Linked DNA regions of Mus musculus: region 2 is linked to region 1. A link is a contact called in public HiCAR-type data. All regions are on one chromosome and are shown on one strand. Each heading gives the region's core, a stretch centred on a gene start, on an enhancer-like site or on the middle of the called end of the contact. The rest is flanking DNA. Distances are from core to core; before and after follow the strand shown. Region 1 has its middle 370 kb from the start of Eda2r. Region 2 has its middle 97 kb from the start of Ar.

Region 1 (3,131 bases), core at 600-3,099:
GTTTCTGTATCATGCAAAGTACCTTTAAGCAACATGAAGGTGTAGGTGTTGTGGTAAATCTCCAACCCAAATATGCCCCCAGCAATGAAAACACAACTCAATTACTATGAATACATGCTGTGCGCCTAGATTGGGCAGATCTACTGCTATACTCCCATCTTCCACATCTATGAGATGTGTGTGAGTGTGTGCGTGTGTGGGAGGGGGGTTAGAGAGCATCTGTATATCAATGCAGGTGCCTGAGGAGGCCAGAATAATAGGATTTTAGGGCTGTTAGTTGTCTGACATGAGTGCTGAGAGCCAAATTTGTTTTTTCTGCAAAAGAAGTACATACATGCTTTTAACATCTGAAATATCTCTTCATCCCAAGTTTCTAATTCTCAAATCTTACTTTCACTATGAAAATCCTGTCCAGTTCTGGCCTTCACAGGACACAAATAAAGGAATAATTAAAGACTCACAGACTATTTCAAGTATTTCTTCCTCTTCCAAGATAGGAGGGACTAAAGGTTTATACCTGACTTAATTTCCCTTAATTATCCATTGTTTTAAGATCAAATTAATCCCAAATATGGACTTAGGTATCATGAAGAATATTCACTTCTTTTGTCCCCCATAGCAGATGTTTATTGTTTGAAGGCAGAAATCTACATGATTCCTGCCATTTTCACATTTTACTTTCTTTTTGACTTTCTCTGTTCTAGGGCAGAACTTAAATTGTATTGCAAATTTCTGTAGACAGTTCTTTATATGATTTCAATGTTGTACCTAAGAAGAGCCCAAATTTTATTGCAGGATTCTGAGAATACTGCACTGATCTGTCTGCAGCAAACAAGTACCTCGTCATTAAAATGTTCTTGGAAGAGCAGAAATGCTTATCAAATAACTGTGCTCCTATTTCAAAGCTCAAATTATTGGAATGCTTTTGCTCCATTTCCATATTTTCACCTTCATACTCCTTTGACTTCTTAATTCACTAAGAGGTAGAGGAATTCTTTACCTCCTGCTTTCAAAGATTTTTCTTCTTCCCTCACCTACAATGCAATTGTATCCTCAATCAGTCCTAATCTTTCAACCCAGACTTCTCTGTTTTAGTTTGAACCACCTGCAAGCTCTTTCCTTCATGCTTAAGACCTGACTGCCAAACAGAACTTTCCCACTGGTCATTGTTAGTTGCTTCTGACATCCTTCAGCAGATTGGCTAAGGCTAGGTAAAAGCAGCATGAGAAAAAGAGCAGAGGTAATAAAGGCTGGACGAAAGAAAATTTTAAGACAGATGCAATTAAAGTAGTGGAACGAAAAAGTACAAATCAGAAAAAAAAGTTTACCAGCAAAATGAGAAAGGAAAGAAAGTAAAACAGGCTTTATTGGATGTTTTTGACAGTGGTGAGGTACAGTAGAACAGTGTGTCCCTGGCAAAGATGAAACACTGGGCTCTGGCCAAATAGTTCCATCCTAGTGACCTTTAGATAGCTAACCATGACTACTCAGCACAGACACATGAGTAAATAAATAAATAAACTTTAAAGACATGTGTGCAAAAAAGCATGCACAGCACACACACACACATTCACATGCATGTGTGCACACACAAGGACACACACACAGACACAGAAACACAGACACACATACACACAATAAAATCAGACTAAGAAAATTAATCGAGTAATGGAGAGCTGATCAAAGGCCCCCCTACTCCTCACCATATTCTGTGATTAACTTGTTGTTCCAACCTGCAGCTCCCTACTTCCTTGAGCTCACTTCCAGCAGGGAGGGGGAAGGCCAAAATGATGATGCAGGCTGATAACTTCTGAAATGTCCCTTAGTTTGGCACAAGCAAGGCTTGAAGAAATAGAAGCAAACTAGCAAGCCTAGTGAGGACATGACCTTAGGAAATGGAAGAGTTCTCTAGAGAGCCAAGAACTTGTTTGGCTACAGAAAGGCTTAGCTTTCTCAAATAATAGTAGGACACTTGAAAGTGAGAAAGGCAACCTCATGCTCATATAGTTTTCTCTACCTGTTTTAGACTGTCTAATGAATACATACATTTGCTGCTAAATTTTCCTGGCAAGTATTTGTTAACCAAACCCAAAATCTCTGATCTTTATTTGTTTGTTTTGAGCTTTCTCTTAATGCATATTATCCAGTGGTTATACTTTTTCTGTCCATCTGTCTGAGAAAAAAAATATTCATTTTCTCCAGAATAGATATAAGCTCCTCACTCCTTTCAGAAGGCATAGGGAACACTCTACTATGGTGATACAAACTTTCTTGGAAGGAATTACAACACAGAACCAGAAAGTGTTTGAAATAGATGTTTAAGGGGATTGATCTTGGAGACGATGCATTATATGCCATTTTATTTCCATTTTAAGGATATCAGATAGTGTTACAACCTGAAAAGTGCCTCAAATCAATCCTGTAAGCTACATACAGATGAGTCCAGACCCAAAAACTCCCAAGACAGAGAAGATTCAGGATTAGTTTTTCTCTTGTTTATTCCAAGTTAAAAGGAGGTTCAGTGACCTGCCCAAACTGCTATCCAGCTCAAGGGGAGGCTTCAGGGCCTGACAATCTTACTGATGCTATGTGCTTACAGAAAAGAGCCTAGCATGACTGTCTTCCGAGAGGCTCAACAAGCAGCTGAAAAACTCAGATGTAGATATTTGTACCCTGCTAATGGATAGAGGTCAGGGAACTCTTTTCTTGAATTAGGGAAAAGCTAGAAGAAGCTGAGAAGGAGGGTGAACCCATAGGAAGACCAGTAGTTTCAACTAACCTGGGCCCCTGAGATCTCTCAAACACTGAGCCACCAACCAGGCAATGTACACTAGCTGGTGCAAGGCCCCAACACACATACAGCAGAGAACTGCTTGGTCTGGCTTCAGTGGGAGAAGATTTGCCTAACCCTGGAGAGACTTGAGGCCCCAGTGAGTGAGAAGGCATGACAGGAGTGCGGTGGGGTGAGGACATCTTCTTGGAGACAGGGAGAAGAGAATTGGGAGGTGGAACTGTGGGAGGGCAGACCAGGATGGGGTAAAAAAAAATAAAAGTACATTCTATTTTATATTTTCCCTGAAAGAAGTCCTCATGACTCAAGATATTTGGCATCTCTTTGTAGCAGTACAAAC
Region 2 (2,876 bases), core at 95-2,594, 300 kb before region 1:
ATTTAACAACCTAACCAGGCTCTATGCCGCCTCATACTTACTTCCCAGATCAATGCATGACTGCTGCTTTCAAACCACATGATTAGCTCAAAGACTTTACTGGTTAATATTTATAAAAAACACTTTGAAGATGAAATCTTTGTTGTGTAGGGAAACACTAGACACAGATAGTGGAATTTTGAGATCTAGGCTTTCTTGTCTAATGGCAATATTAAACAATACAGTTTTTTTTACTTAATGTGGTCGTTTCAGTGACAATAGTCTTCTTAGACTGAAATAACAAAGGTCAAATAAAGAGGCTGCAAAATCTGATGGGGTTTTTCCCAGTTCCATTATAGAATGCCTGGATTACTTCTGAAGACAAGTTATTATTGCTTCATCTCTCTAACCTTCAGTATCCCCTGCCTTCCAGGCCCCATGTCTACAAAAGGCTCTGGAATAATTCTTAGCAAGGAAGCACTTCATACTATTAAGAGAAGGTGGGAATGGGTGGGTAGGGAAGTGGGGGGGAGGGTATGGGGGACTTTTGGGATAGCATTCTAAATGTAATTGAGGAAAATAAGTAATAATAAAAATATTTTTTTAAAAAAAGAGAGAAGCATAGTCAACAATGCCCTGTCTGGAATTAGCTTTAAATGTCACCTATGCATAGAAACCTATCAAACTGAATTTTTAAAAGAAATAATACAGAAGCATTAATGTTAGTTTTACAGAGACAGATAACTTAGTTTGATACAATTTTCTATCCATTATTCTAGTGCCAGAAATGCCCAAGCTAGAAGAGTGTGGAGAAACAAAAACATCAATTCTTTTCTGTTGGACTTCTGAAAAGATTCCACCTTCTTCCTTTAAAAGGAACTGAAGCATCTGTGTTTTTAATTACACACCAGGTATAACTACACCCTGCCAAGAATGCAGCAGCACTGTGAGATCAAGGAGCAGAACCAAAAGAAGACAACTTGAGCTTGGCTTGGAATTCCAACCTCAGCCCAAGTCTGTGACTGGGAACATATCCATGCAACTCCATGGCCTGCCTCCTGGACAGGCTGTCACCCAAGCAATTGAGTAAGAGGGCAAAGGACAAGGGTGAGAAGGTGCTTCTTCAGCTCCTGTCTTTTAGCTGTGTCAGTCTGCCAGCCTGACTTTCACTGGAACCAGTTTACACTAACAAAACGATTTGCTTTTCCAGAAGCTCCCTGGGCATATCTTATGGTCTTATATTGACATTAGTTTTTGGCCCTGGGTCATTAGAAACCTGAATGAATTTCAAGGAGTCCCAGCACCCTTGATAGGTTACCAAACGTTTTGAACTGGCTAGTTCAAACATGCATTTACTAAGCAAAGCACTCTGTGCCAGGCCAGTACTAGGAACTGGGGTACAAAGTGTGATGAGGCCTAAGCTCTGCCCTTCAGGACCTCATAGCCTATTTACAAAGTGAGAGCCATGAAGAGATTATTTCAATACAAATCTATTAAGGACAGGCTAGAAATTAGAACTTCAAGACTTATAAGCAATAGAAGAAGCACACCTATCCAAGTATAGGGGCATGAGAGACTCCCTGAAGTTGGACTCACTAGATACAGTTCAAATTCAAAGGACTTAGTTGAAGAAAAATGGACAGAATATATACTGTAAATGCCAAATAAAGAACAGTAAAGACAGGTTCAGGGAGTATCTAAAGCACTCTGCTTACGCAATGATGAGTCAGGACTTCTAAAACTTACAGGTCCAAATTTGCAGGAATGAGAGAAGCTGGACAATAAGAGTGAAGAAGACTTACTCATGGGAGTATTAGATGTTTCTTTAAATGGCACTTGTACTCTAAAGTAACTGGGAAAATAGTTAGCAATTATATCACATGATCAACCACCCAAAGCTTCTATAGACAACAAACAAAAAATAGTAGAGTTGAGGAATGAGATGGGCAAAAAGAGTTGCAAGCCATATCTATGTTCATAATATAGAAGGAGCTCAATCAACTCAGTGGCATAAACATCTAATTGAAAATGGGTGAAATTTTTCAATATTTCTTCAAAAAAAGGCAAATGCAGAACAGATACAAGAGAATATATTGAATATGACTAAGCATCATGGAAATGCAAATCTAAACCACAATGAGATATTACATTATATCAGTTGATTAATTTTTATCAAAGAGTCAAAAGATAACTGTTGAGTTGAGTATAAAGTAAATGAACATTTGCATATTGTTTGTGGGCACATAAATTAGTGTGACTTGGGTATCACATTATAGAGGTCTCCAAAATGTAAAAGCAGAGGGTTTAGAAAGATAGACCAGTGGTTACGAGAACTGAATGCTCTTCTAGAAGACCTGGGTTTAATTCTCTTTACAACTGCCTGTAACTTCCAGGGAAGTCACAAAAAAATGAATGTTTCATATAAATATACCTGTTTCCCTCGTTTGATGAAAAAGAAAGATGCATTGAAGGCTGTGTTATGAATGACTAAACAAGCCTATAGCAGAGTTTGGAAGCTGATTATGGGATAATCATTTGGAGAACCACTCCCTGATGATGACTTTAGGATTCCTACATCTTTCCTTCCTCCTTTCATCCTTATTTTCTCTCTTTTAACATAAGAAATATTTTCATATAACTTTTATAATCTCTAAAGCTCTATATAGACTAACAGGTTCCTAACTTTCCCCTCCTAACTACTGTATCCACTTTAATATTTTTTTTACAAAGTTTATCTAATACTTGGCCCTTATCCTTACTCATCCTACCTCTCCTTTTCATAGTTAATCTTCACTAAAATCTGAATATTCTTCATACTATCTATAATTATTTATCTGTATATTATTAGTGTATTAATCTTAGGCACTGGTAGGTTCTCCTCCAGTTAGCATTCTATT

Evidence for each region. HiCAR-type assays count read pairs that join an accessible place to other places.
Region 2: a contact with region 1 is called in a HiCAR-type map of kidney, with 5 times the contacts expected there. The contact joins two enhancer-like sites. A contact is called at or near these places in 3 of 484 Hi-C or Micro-C datasets (all in liver) and 4 of 115 datasets of contacts at active chromatin or transcription factors (hepatocytes, kidney and liver).

The regions. Positions count from the first base shown.
Region 1 is chrX:97,747,134-97,750,264 of GRCm38.p6, reverse strand. No RefSeq gene overlaps it. Among named protein-coding and RNA genes, the nearest start is that of Eda2r, 370 kb to the right of the region's middle. Within about 2 kb of position 1,849, at least 7 of the 459 cell types and tissues checked have an H3K27ac peak or open chromatin away from gene starts, as enhancers often do. A contact at or near this core is called in kidney and liver, where this site is marked.
Region 2 is chrX:98,050,114-98,052,989 of GRCm38.p6, reverse strand. No RefSeq gene overlaps it. Among named protein-coding and RNA genes, the nearest start is that of Ar, 97 kb to the left of the region's middle. Within about 2 kb of position 1,344, at least 4 of the 459 cell types and tissues checked have an H3K27ac peak or open chromatin away from gene starts, as enhancers often do. A contact at or near this core is called in kidney and liver, where this site is marked.